Linked DNA regions of Mus musculus: region 2 is linked to region 1. A link is a contact called in public Hi-C data. All regions are on one chromosome and are shown on one strand. Each heading gives the region's core, a stretch centred on a gene start, on an enhancer-like site or on the middle of the called end of the contact. The rest is flanking DNA. Distances are from core to core; before and after follow the strand shown. Region 1 overlaps Wdr41 (WD repeat domain 41). Region 2 has its middle 42 kb from the start of Zbed3.

The links. A called contact is a pair of places that touch in the nucleus more often than the background predicts.
Region 2: a Hi-C map of cerebral cortex shows a contact between it and region 1, with 3 times the contacts expected there. The contact joins two enhancer-like sites. A contact is called at or near these places in 4 of 15 datasets of contacts at CTCF or cohesin (the NIH/3T3 cell line and embryonic stem cells), 78 of 484 Hi-C or Micro-C datasets (the AtT-20 cell line, B cells, Sertoli cells and 37 more), 7 of 115 datasets of contacts at active chromatin or transcription factors (astrocytes, bone marrow-derived dendritic cells, differentiating embryonic stem cells and 3 more) and 2 of 9 other capture datasets (adipose tissue and pancreatic islet).

The regions. Positions count from the first base shown.
Region 1 is chr13:95,015,254-95,021,894 of GRCm38.p6, forward strand. Wdr41 (WD repeat domain 41) reads left to right here. Exons shown (of 14, transcript NM_172590.3): 11 at 2,074-2,195; 12 at 2,864-2,952; 13 at 3,579-3,712; 14 at 6,417-6,641. The coding sequence ends at 6,572. Among named protein-coding and RNA genes, the nearest start is that of Gm48350, 3.8 kb to the left of the region's middle. Within about 2 kb of position 2,883, at least 41 of the 459 cell types and tissues checked have an H3K27ac peak or open chromatin away from gene starts, as enhancers often do. A contact at or near this core is called in cerebral cortex, where this site is marked.
Region 2 is chr13:95,279,430-95,286,070 of GRCm38.p6, forward strand. No RefSeq gene overlaps it. Among named protein-coding and RNA genes, the nearest start is that of Zbed3, 42 kb to the right of the region's middle. Within about 2 kb of position 2,547, at least 39 of the 459 cell types and tissues checked have an H3K27ac peak or open chromatin away from gene starts, as enhancers often do. A contact at or near this core is called in cerebral cortex, where this site is marked.

The sequences.
Region 1 (6,641 bases), core at 1,633-4,132:
GTATTTAAAGCCTTCTATATTAGATATAAAAAGTTATGATTCTGGGTTGTTGAGAGGGCTCAGTGTGCAAAAGCACTTATAACTGAAGTTCAATGGACAGGATCCATAGGGTAGAGAGAACACACACACACACATACACACACACACATACATCCACACACACACACACATACACATCCACACACACATCCACACACACATGCACACATATACATACATACACACACACAAACACACACACACACACACACACACACACACACACACACACACACACATCAAACACTCCGAACAAAAAGCAATGGAAGGGTTATTACCTATGGTTTCAAGTTTTAAAATGGCTTGACAAACTTACAAAGATTGTACCACTTTTTTTTTGAAAGCCCTTTCATCCTTGAGCCTGATCTTGCATGTAAGAGCATTGTTAGAATGCAAATTACAGACCTTATTTGGCTGGATTAAGGAATCCCCATCGTGTTTGAGGTTACTGTTTTACTTGTTTTAAACTCTGGTGTAGTTCCTAAAGAGGAGAGCATGTTAAAACGTTGAGAGATGTCTCCCTTCCAGGTTGCTGGCATGCTGGCTCTAATAACTTGGGTGAGAGATGTCTCCCTTGCTGGCTCTAATAGCCTGGGTGAGAGCAGCTCCTGGGCCTGGCCTCAGTGCTTCCGAAGCATGTGCTGGAAAGCCAGCACCACACATAGCTGCACACTCGGCTGCCCCTGGCCTCTGATCTCCAGCAGTGTATTCCCAAATTGTAACTCTTTCCTTTCAGCCGCGGTGGCTCAGGGAGCCCCGTGTGTTAAAGGAGTTATTTTCTCAGTGTTCACAGCCATGGAGCAAGGCGCTGACGGATCCTTTCTTTCCCTTTAGTCTGTGCTTTCTCTTACACATGCTATCATTTCATTAAACATTGGCAGTAAGAGTGCTTTTCTCTTCTTTGTGCTACTCTTTGTGCCACTTGTGTGTGTGCATGTGTGTGCACATGAGTGTTATGTGTGCATGTTGCCTGTGTGTTGTGTGTGTGTGTTTATGTGGGTATTTTGCATTCGGTGTGCAGCCAGCACTGAGTGTGAGTTTGTAGGCTGAAGGTCATTGCTGAGTGTCTTCCTCCATCTCTTTTTGCCTTAATTTAAAAATATTCGTGTGTGTGCGTGCATGTGTATGAGAGAGAGATAGCATGTGTGTGTGTGTGTCTGTGTGTGAGAGAGAGCATGTGTGTATGTGAGAGAGATAGCATGTGTGTATGTGTGCTGTGTGTGTGTGTGTTTGTGTGTGTGCTGTGTGTGTGTGTGTGCACACGTTGTCTTTTTATCCCCATGTGGATGTCAGGATAATTGCAAGAGTTGGTTCTCTTCTTCATCCCAGGGGTTCCTAGGATTGGAACTCGGGTCATCAGACTTGGTAGCAGGCACCTTTACCCACTGAGCCACCTTACCAGCCTTTCAATTTCTTCACTTTTAACTCGCCCATCTGGAAAGTAGCAATAGTGCCCTCCTTTTGTACTTAGCAAGATGCTGTAAGGCTGAAGTAAAGCGAGCATTAGCAAAAATACTTTCTAAATTCTTAAAGTGCCTTTTTAATTCTTCAGCTGACTTTGGGATAGTGCCACTACAGCATGCACCCCTCCAGGTTGTGTATGGCCTTGTGTTTGCTTAGGATGTGTGGTGGGAGTCATTTTGCCTTCATTTCCAGACAAGAACAGCCGAGTAAATTCCCAAGGGTCCCTGTGCTCTGCGGAAGCCCAGGGCGCACCTCTGCACCTTCCTCCATAGGGCCAGGGTAGCAGCCGCCGCTTCTGCAGCTCTGGTCTCCAGAGAGGAGAAGGCAGGGCTGAGCCACCCTGTGCAGAGCCGTCTCCATTGGGCTTTCTTCCTACTTGCTTAAGGTGCTAACCTTTCCTTGGTGGCTTTGACATTGGGAGCTTGAGAGGGCAGGGCTGTAATTTCTGTCTGAAGGTTGGAAAGGTAACAGTGGCTTTCCGATGTCACACAGGGGCAGGAAATCTATCACACTGGGTAGTGAAGACGAGCTTTATGCCAAGTTCTGACCTTTTTCCCCCTCCCTGCCTAGAATATATTTGCTGCAGTTGGAAGGGGGTTATATGTGTATAACCTACAGTTGAAGCGTGTGATTGCCTGCCAGAAAACTGCACATGATTCCAACATCCTACACATCGATAAACTTCCAAACAGGTACTGGTCCCATCTCTCCTGCAAAGATGAAAGTCACGGTTCCCGGGGTCACCAGCGTAATTTCTGCAGTGGCCAAATTATCTGGCCCCATGTCTTGACCTTGGCATTCTTCTTCAAGTAGAGAGTGTGCCATGACTGACTGTAACCAAAGAGCTGTAGCAATAGATGACAAGTTTACAGAAGCACCAAGGGCTTATTTAAAATTGTCATTTAATAAGGTAAAAGGCCTCGGTCACCTACAATGTACTATTTTTTCTTTTTTCATATTTTCTATAAACTCGTTTCTTTTTATGGTGGTGTATGTTTACAGCTAAAATCAGACAGTAAGCCCATTACATCCTGAGGCTCCTAAATGAGGGTTGATTCGGCAGCTAAGGATCCGGTGATGTCGCCCCGGAGCAGCGTTACGCGTAGCTCCTATAAATAAAAAATAGGAAATGGAGGTGATAGTTTTTTGTCATTGAGCAGTGTCCTATAGTGTCCTGGGTGCTTTGCTGGCAAATGCTTCCAGTTTGAACTGTAAAGCCATGTTAACCTGTGACGGTCGGCCTTGCCACGAGCTGGCTGCAGTCAGAGGAGGGCCGATGGTTTCCATGGTTTTGGCAATGAGCACTTAGCCCCCTGAGACTCTCCTTTGGTCCTTTTCTCTTTGGCTTTTGTTCTCACAGGCAGTTAATCTCATGCTCGGAAGATGGCGCTGTGCGCATGTGGGAGGTCCGAGAAAAACAGCAGCTGGCAGCTGAGCCAGTCCCAACAGGTGTGCGCCTTCCTCCACTAAAGCCAGTCCTCTCCCTCCTCTGTGGCTCCTCCCTCCCTCCCTCCCTCCTCTTCCCTCTCTCCCCTCTTTCTTCTCCACTTCCTTTCTCATCTCATTTGACAGGAAAACAAAAGGTGGTAAAGAGGAACCACAGGAACCATATAGAATATGCTCTGCGTAGGAATCAGACACTCACAGCAAGTGTCTTTTGCCAGTGTAAAACTGTCCCATTATTTCAACTGAATTAATTGCAGTTTTATATTCTGAGAGAAAACTGTGACTTTCATGTAATCTAAATGACCAGGAAGCACCTCCCACCAGCCTGAAGTGCCTTTCTCCTGATTTTCGGTGATTACATACACCCTTCAAGGCTGTTTACTTCTCTTGCATTCCAATGTCTGTCTTCTTGCCACTAGTGGATGGATAGGGCAGCATAGGAGATGAGAAGAAGCTAAGTGAACTAGGAAAACACAACATAATGTATTCCCAGACCCCAGCAGTGCCTGTGCCATCAGCTCAGCCCTCGACAAACCAAGTGTGAGACATGATTGTATTCAAACTTTGTCTTCCCGTAAGGAAAGAGCACGGTAGTTTTTGAAATGACTGAAATGAATGTCCTTTTGTAGGATTTTTTAATATGTGGGGATTTGGAAGAGTAAACAAACAGGCCAGCCAGCCTGTTAAAAAGCAGGAAGAAAACGTTACCACGTGTTCCCTGGAGCTCATCGGAGATCTCATTGGACATTCATCGTCTGTCGAGGTACTTCCAGGAGGCCTGGCTGGGCTTGCTCGTGCGTGTGCCATGCTTCTTTTGAATACAGTTGCTCTACATAAGACCCACACACACTCAGCTGCAGGCTTTTGCAAGACAGGAATATCGAATAAGATAATGATAGTACAAGCAGTTAGGACCATCCTTCATAGAGACAGGATCTGAGGACGCAAGCAATGTATTGGTTTAAGGACAGGCTTACTGGACACTGTATGGGAGGAGGGAGCTGATGACAGGACAGTGTTAGTGACCTTGACAAGAATCAATAGGAAGTGTGCGGTGTTGGGGCTCTGTGTGTAGGGTAAAAGCCTCAACAGACTCTAGTTCCAGGGATCATAACCAAATTCAGAATCCGAATATTGTCTCCATCTGCCCTTGGTTAGTGCCTGTTTGATAGGCCCCTGCTACCTTACCGTATGCATCGTGAAGTTTGGGAGCTGTGCATAAGAGTCTCACTCGTGGCACTGCAAGCTCACTAATATTTTACAGTAAGCACTATTGTTTGTAAGGGAGGAAGGGATTGGTGGCGGTACAGAGGCCATGGGAACTGGTTACAGCGTGACCAGATAGCAGTGAAGATAATGCACTTCCTCAATTGTTCTTCCTGGTTTTAGCTCGTGAGGAACAAATTACCTTTAGTTTGGGTGGGTGTTCATGACTAGAAGCAGCAGCCACACTGGCCACTGAAGATTTTTATAAAATGGAGTCCTTGTTCTCTTGGGTTTTCTACCTCTGTGGAGAGGAAGGAAAAAGACCTAACTGAGCTGTTGATCAAGGCTACTCATGACTGACTCCGGTAAAGGGCAGCTCAGGGAAACACTTCTTGCTGTATTCTGTCAAAGTCTGCAGAGGGAGAGTATTTGAGATGAGCTTCAAAGGTTCTGCCAGCCTAATAGATACAAAGCCAAGGCGCCGTGCGTTCCCTGTTGCTCAGAGCTGTGTCTCGCTCGTCTTTGCCTCCTCTGTGACATTGCCTAGTGCCTCGTTTTTACCTTTGTTTCGGTCTGAGTGGCTGTGGTGCAGAGCACAGGTGGTGAGCATGGTGTGGTGCAAGGCAGGCCTAGCTCATGCTTACACTGTGGCAGAGAGCAGACAGGTCAGATAGACTCACTGGGTTCCCATAGGCAGACATTAATCAGAGAACAACCCTGAAAGAGTAAGGCCAGCGAGTTTGAGCTTTACTTTTACAACAGTGGGAACCCACTGAGCATATGGAATCTGCTTTCCCTGCAGAGCCCGTGAAGACTAGAAAAGGGTATTGAACCCTCAGGGACTGAAGTGAGCTGGTTGTGAGGTGTCATGTAGGTGCTGGGAATTGAACCTAGGCACTCTGGAAGATCTGCTGAGCCATCTCCCCATTAGAAGTTTTAAGCGGCTGGGGAGACCTTTGAGACCGCCCATTTATCAGTCCATGAGTTAAAAGTGCTGGGACCTTGTTGGAAGAGTTTGCTCCTTTGTCTCCGCCCTGTCCCCCAAGGCTGTCACACGCTGTACGTGCCTAGGCAAGCAGCTGTCACTGAGATGCCTCCCCAGCCTGCACGTCAGCATTTTAGAAAAGCACCTTTGGCTTCATTGGCTTCAAATTCAGGCTGATGCTCTCAGGTGCTGCCCTGAATCTCCTCAGGCCTTTTGTGTTCTCCCCACCACTGCCTGGCCCTGCCCTTCTGCCCATGCACCAATGGCGTTCCAGTGGTCCTGAGAATTTTTGCTCTGTATCTCTCCCTTTTACCCCATAGTCATCCGTAAGTCCTAACCTTTGACCTTGCTCTCTTGTCACTGGCTCCTCCCTTCTTACTGGGTCATTAAAGAACCTCGCCTTGTCCTAGGCTTCTCTCTCACACCACCCCTCTCTCTGTCACAGCATCATCTTTTCTGGGTTCTGCACTTGGCCTGTGTCCTGCACCTCCCTAGCACACCCTCTCCCTTTATGTGGCATCTTCTCTCCCTGGTCTTCTGCTGTTATAGCTGGGTCTCTGTTCTGAGTTTCTGTGGCATGGATTATAGAATCCTTCATTGGTGCCCCAGTTGCTGGCCCTCGTTTTCACAATGAGCTGAAGTCACCTAGTAAACGCTGTGCACTGACTTAGCATCTCAATTTTATAGAAATCACTGAAGCCAGTGTTTATCTCAGAAAATCTGGGATTAAGACATTTTTATTGGTAGCCATTTCTTAGTAAATCAAGTGTGAGTGGACCCGTGCCTGACAAATCTTAAAGCCAATATGTGAATAATTAGATTGTGGTAAACTCAGATGATATTTAAGAACTCATATACTTTGCAGGAATAGCTGTTACCGTACTTCCGTAGTTAGTCAACAGAATACATTGAAATACTAAATACTGATTGTGGCAACAGATTTTGAGGACACTTTTCACTAGGCATGGTAGCTTGTGCTTGGAATCCCAGCACTAGGGAGGCTGATATAGCAGGAGGCTGTGACCTTAGTCAGGTGGAAGCCTTAGTCAGGAACTGAGCCCTGACTGAGCTTCAGGATACAGCCTAGAGGTGGAGCAGTGTGCATGACCCTAGCTTGGTTCACCAAGGCTAAAAACAAGGAAGTCTCTCATCAGACAATGAAATCATGCTGTGTTCAAATCCAAAGAAATCCCCACGGTTGAGTAAAGTGTGCTTGGTTACCTAGCTTCAGTCTCTTCCTGTCAGTCTCGAATTAGTGTTTCAATTTATTTTACAGATGTTTCTATACTTTGAGGATCATGGACTAGTGACATGCTCTGCAGATCATCTCATTATTTTGTGGAAAAATGGAGAGCGAGAATCTGGAGTACGCAGCTTAAAGTTATTTCAGAAGTTAGAAGAGAACGGTGACTTATACCCAGAGTCCCCTTGAAGGAGCCAGACAGGCGTGCAGACCCGAACCCCGCACAGCCAACACAGCGCGCCCGGTACCCTGAAAACC
Region 2 (6,641 bases), core at 1,297-3,796, 260 kb after region 1:
AGCCTGGGCTCCATGACACCCTGTCACAAAACAAAACAAAAAAGTCAAATACAAAGCAAACAGACACCTCCGTTGATGACAATATTTCTCAACCCTGGGTGCTATTGGCATTTGTCAGTAAGCAGTTGCCCTGGGGCCTACCTGGCCTTCCATGCATGATAGGTTGTCCATCAGCGTTCTTGGCCACAGCCTATCATGTGAACCCTCTGCACCTCCAGATTCACTACCATTAAAATTCCCAGCAGCCAAATGGGCACAATGTGCCCAACAAATTTCCTGTAACTACATCTATGCTGATAGAAGAGCAACGCTGTCTTTATACTGCTCAGCAGAGATTCAAAACTCCTCTAAGCCCTGAGAGTAATGCCCATGCGCAAAAGGAACATCCATGTCACACCCAAGGTTCAGGGAACGCTGCAGAAGGACTGTGAGGGATGGAGGAAGTGGGAGTAGGGTGGCTGACTTCCGGTCGTGACGCGCGATGGCTTACCTTGGTTGTCAACTTGACAGGATCTGGAATCAACTGTAACACACCTATAACAAATGATCTTTTCTATTCCTCTAACTCTTTCTTTTCTTTTCTCTTCTTTTCTTTCTTTCTTTCTTTCTTTCTTTCTTTCTTTCTTTCTTTCTTTCTTTCTTTCTTTCTTCCTTCCTTCCTTCCTTCCTTCCTTCCTTCCTTTCTTCCTTTCTTTTTGTCTATCTTTCTTTCTTTTTCTTTCTTCCTTCTTTTCTCTACTCTTCCTACACCTCTTTCTTCTTTGCAATATATTTTCTTAATCAGATTGTTCACGTGAGAAAAACCTACCCTAAACATAGGTAGCATTTTCTGGTGGCGACCTAAAGAAAAGGATATGGGCGAAGGGATTTTTGCGTTTTGCTTGCGTCCTGGTTCTCTGCCAGATTCTTCTGTCCTGTTGCGGTAGCATTCCTTCACAGATACTAGAAGCAACCACCTAGGCCTTCCGACATAAACAGCACAGCTCTCCAGGACTCCTCCGGCCTTCTGCGCTCAAGGGGGACTGCTGAGACATCCAGCTTCATATTTTGAACAAGGACTGGCCTTCCAGTGTGAGACGGCAGTTGCTGGACTACCCAGACCATGGTGTGGAAGGTAATCCAATGAATACCCTTTCAAAGTGTATATTCATTCTATCAATTCTGTCCCTATACGAGAACCCTGACTAATACAACATGGTTTTTGCACTATGGAACTCACTGTGGCTGTGATTACCCACACAAGATTGGTTCCATCAGCAGCCTGTCTTGCAAAGGGGTGGGGCTTGCCAGGCTCCACCCCTTTCTGAGAATTTATGCACAGCTGACAGTTGAGACAGGACAGGCATTTTCTTCAACCATTTAACCACAGAGGAGGTGCCTCTGCTCTCATCAACAAACTCCTCCCCACAGTCCTATAACCAACCTTAATAAGATGCATTGGATCACCAAAATTCTGTCTTATTTATTCCTCTCTCTCTGTCTCTCTGTCTCTCTCTCTGTCTCTCTCTCTCTGCCTCTCTCTCTCTCTCTCTCTCTCTCTCTCTCTCTCTCTCTCTCGTGTGTGTGTGTGTGTGTGTGTGTGTGTGTGTGTATGTGTGCGCGCGCGCGTGTGAGAGAGACTAGAATAAAATGTGCTATGCATGGGTATAAAAATATAATGAATCCATTATCATGTATAATTAACATGTATTAATAAGATCCTTCTTTTAAATCCTAGTATTCAAGAGATAAAGGCCAAAGAGCAAAACAGTCTTTAAAACAAACAGACAAACACCAGCAGCACAAAGCCCCCGCCCCTGTTTGCCATGAGTTAGAGGGTTGCAGAGAGCCCCCGCCCCACGCTTCAGCCCAGCTTAGGTTCCCATGCCTCCATCAGACACCTCCTACTGCACCAGCAGAGGTTGGCACACAAGCACAGTGATGAGGAGAAGTGATGGGGGAGGGGGGGACGGGGCACTCTGCCTTAAATGAGCAGCTGTGTCAACCTCTCAAGAGGGGACAGAAAGAATGGGCGGGCCCACCAACACCTCCCCATGGATGGAGGAGAGGATGATGAAGCCACACTCTCCTCAAGGTACTGTCCAAAATTGACAGTAGTTGAAGGAAGGGTGTCGGTGTTTTCAATGGTATAGCCCTTGCTCCACTGAAAAAAATCTCCCACCCACGTTTGGACAACAAACTAATTAAACTCAGTGAGCCACACACACAAAGAAGACATGCAAGTGGGAGGGGAGGCACGAGAAAAAGGGAAAATGAAAATAATTTGCCTTTATTATATAAATACATGAGATTGCTAAACAATTTTTAAAATTATAGTCCTCTTATTTCCCTAGGTAAAAAGAGAGCAAGGAACTTTTCTTTCAGTATGGGGGACTCCTAAGACTGGACACACAGTATGGCTCCTTTCCTTGTGGAGAGAGACAAGCCACCACTGGTTTCAGACTGAGCCCTCACCCCCTTCCTGTGTGGAGAGGGAGGTGGCCCTCTGCAGAGAATGGCGGGCCTGGGAGTCTGGCCAGTGAGGGAGGACAGGCTTGGCTCCGCAGGGGATCAGTGGCCTCCGGCTTAGCTGCATGCGTCATAACATCATCCAGGCCATGCCCCAGACTTGCCCTCTCCCAATGAGCTTTGCTGATGACACTGGAGCAAAGCCTACACACACACACACACACACACACACACACACACACGAGAGAGAGAGAGAGAGAGAGAGAGAGAGAGAGAGAGAGAGAGAGAGAGAGAGAGAGAGAGAGAGAGAGAAATTGTGCCCAGTTCTCTGCTAAGGAACAGGTAGGGGGAGGCTGCCTGGCCACTCCCTGCTGCCCAGACATTCAAAGAGTCCATTGTTTTTAACCTAAAGCAAAGCACCTGCCTGGGGACATTTTTTTGATTATTCAGGCACAAACACAGTTTGTAAAGAAGCAATATTTTCAGTTAATAAAAGTGCCTACTGAACTCAGGCCTGGCTCAAGATTTGTAGGTCCCTGAAGCCCCAACCCTGCTTGAGACAAAAGCAAAAGACTGTCTGGTGTAGGTGGTGCAGTTTCTAGTTATTATGAGTTGAGGGGAGTTGAGGGGGGAAGGGTGACAGGGCCCAGACTTGGCCGGTCACTTCTTGGATAACCACTGAGCTCCGAGGTGGGCCCAGCCCCATGTTCTGCAAAAAAACAACTCAGTTCCCATTGACTGCTTTCACCTCTCACAAGTTCAAAACCTCCCAGAGCAGCTGAGTAAGCCCCTATCCCCACCCCCTGTTCCTCAGCTCCCCCCACGCTACAAGTCTGCAATGCTAGTTTTAATAGATTTTTCTCCTGATTTTCAATAGAGACTGGAAAACAGGGTGAAATCTTTTTCACATTTAAGTACCGATTAACATCTTAAAAAAATAAGCCTTCCCCACATCTGTATACCACTTCTGCCTCAGGCTCAGTGAGGGCAGTAACTAAGGGTAAGGTATCTAGGAGCCCTACAGAATAAGCCTGCCCTACCCCTGCATGCTGTGTGACACTGGCTACTTATCTAACCTGTCTTTGTCTTACTCCCTCATGCTTAAAAAGGGCATGCTAAAGCACACTGCACACTTAGATGAGAAGATGTCTATGGCTTCATAACTACAGGCTACTATCTTTATTGGACACCTGGTCTGCTCTCCCAGGAGTCTTTTTTGACAGTGTCACTGAGAGAGGAACAGTCAGGCAATCAATGCCTGTGCTGGCTGCAACAGGAAGTTCATGGCCTCTTGGAGAATTCCAGTGACTATAGTTGAGGAGCAATCCCCACACTCTCGCTATGTTCATTTATTACTCATGTCCCATGTGGCCAACAGATGTCCTCCCAGAATCCCCTGCCGGCTTCTCTGCTTTTAGCCACTGAGTTATATCATACCTGTACCTTCTATTGGTCAGGCTCCTCCTCTGTTCCCTGTCTATAGATGCATTCCCACTTATAACAAACCCTATGATGACCTGCTCTAGGTTGGGTATCTGTAAAGCAGTGACTTAGTACATACAGTTTGTAGGTAAGTAATTTGGGGGCATTGAAGAGAATGAAGGAGGAGAAGGGAGAAAAGCCGACGGATGCCTGTGTTAGCTGCAAGTGAATGAGATTCATCCACAGATCCTATCCTCACTGGAATGCGTGAGTGGAGAATTAGAAAATCATTCACCACATCTATTTATTTAAAGCTAAGCTTGCACTTATCCAACCGTCCCTAGAAACCTATCCAAGAGACTAAAACCATGAGCACCTAAAGATTTGTGTGTAAATCTTTGCATATCAGTCAACACTTGGAAATAACCCAACCGACACTGACAGATGGAGATGCATGGTCTAGTGAAGCCATACAAGAGAACTCTCCACACAGTAGCGACTTGAACTGCGGAAAGTGAAGATTGTCATTTTAATGTTAGGAATAAAAGGCAATTACATTCAAATGTGTAGACTGTTACATAATGCTATGCTTAGGTACCTGTGATCGTTTTGTTGGAAGAAAAACTCAATTAAGCAGATTGCCTAACTCAGGTTGGCCTGTGGCCATATCTGTGATGGATTGTATTGGTTGGGTTGGTTGGTGGAATACCCAGCCCACCGTGGGTAGCACCATTCCCTTGGCTTGGGTCCTCAGCTGTATAAGAGTGAAGAAGATGAGATAAGTTGCATGCATGCATGTATGCACTTCGTCCTCTTTCTGCTTTTGACTGTGAATATGAGTGGCTGTCAGGACATTCTTCCTTGACTGTCCCACAGTGATGGGCTATAACTTAGAATTTTAGCTAAATAAACCCTTTCTCTATTAAAGCAGACTGATCAAAGAAACTGCAAACAAAACTAATACCATACTGGATTCATCATTTTAGTTAATACTCATTTCTGGTCAGTTGGGTCTCTTTGTAGGACAGATGGACATCTGGACTGTTAGTTACTATGCCCCAGATTCTCTTTTAGACTGACTCCCAAGGCCAGGCAGGTCAGTGTGCTTAGGTCCATCATGGAAAACCCCACTTCTGTGTCAGACCCTTACTAATAGGGCCAAAAGCAGAACAAGCTAACCTAAGCTTCAATGCATCTTTGCACAGTTCTGGACTGGATTCCTTGAGTGTTAGTCCACTGTTTGCATCCCTTCTCACATCACCTGTATGCTTCACTTTTTGCTGAGGTCACCTCTGATCCCAAGCTCCTGTGGCTTAGAACATTCAATTCCTGCATGATGTCAGTCTGAGAACCTCATTTCCCTGTTGTCTGTTGGAAGTTGCCATAGGCCTTTCACTGGGTAGCACTTTTCACATCACGGTTAACAACATGGTAGATGCTCCTACAAGCCCAGTCAACAAGGACACCCTGGAAAGATGGGGCCAGGCCTTATGTAATCACACACAGGCAGCCATACTTGTCCCAAGCCAAACTTGACTTGTAAGAAGCCAGTCATGAGTCCCCTCCACACACAAGAGGAAGAAAGCATTCAGGGGTGAAACCAGAGAATGAAGATACCAGGGTTCTCGGTAGAAGTCCATCACAGCTTATCCTCTGGCCACCATTGACCTGTATCCTTCCTGCCTTCAGAAAATATTCCCTCTCTCCTAAGGAATTCAAGAATCTCACAGCATGCACAACCTGTTCGGCTGAGTTCACAACAACATCATACGAACAAGGTCCAGCTGTGGATGAGGCCCCTTGGATGTACTTCCTCAGTCTAATAAAACTAAAGACAAGTCATGTGTCTCCTAACTCCATGAAGGAACAATTTCAGTTAAACAGATATAGAAATGCCCATTTTAAAGAGAGAATGAAAAGAGAGTTGCTAGCCATTGTGGTGGGACATGTCTGTAATGCTGGCCCACAGGAAGACTGCAAGTTCTAGACCATCCTGGGTTACACTGTAAGACCTTGTCTAACAATGGAAATAGATTTTTAAAAAATTGCCAATCTTAAAGCCTGCAACATAATGGCTTCTTCCAGAATTCCATGGTAGATTATAAGGATGTAATAATTTCAGAGCATAAACCTCCAGGCTAGGTTGGTTACACCCTCTGGATCTTCCTTTTTTATAACTTTAAAAAAATAATTATTTAATATATGAGTATTCTGTAGCTATCTTCAGACAACACCAGAAGAGGTCACCAGATCCTATTACAGATGGTTGTGAGTCGCCATGTGGTTGCTGGGAATTGAACTCAGGACCTCTGGAAGAGTAGTCAGTGCTCTTAACCACTGAGCCATTTCTCCAGGCCATGGATTGTCCTGTTTTAAGGAATCTGCTTCCACTGGTACATTTTTGAGAACTACCTTATCGCTTTGTGCCCATTCCATCCATTTCAGTTTGATGATGTTTTTGCAGAAATGATTTTCTCAAATATGTTGTGGGTTTCCCACAAATTTCCTTTCACATAAAAGCTGTGACCACTGCTCATTTTGAGTTGAACCTTTATCTACCTAGATTCCTGCTGAGAGGTTGAAGCCAGCTCCATTAAGCTTCCAAATGACATCATCACTGGACAGGATCTGTGAGCTTTATCCCTGGTGTCTTGGGAGGGGCTTGCATATGCCTAAACTCCCTGCAGTATTAACAAAATTTGTACAATGTCCATTGGGGTGTTTTTCCCACTCTGGGCCAGAATTCATATGCATTAAATGCTCCAATGTAA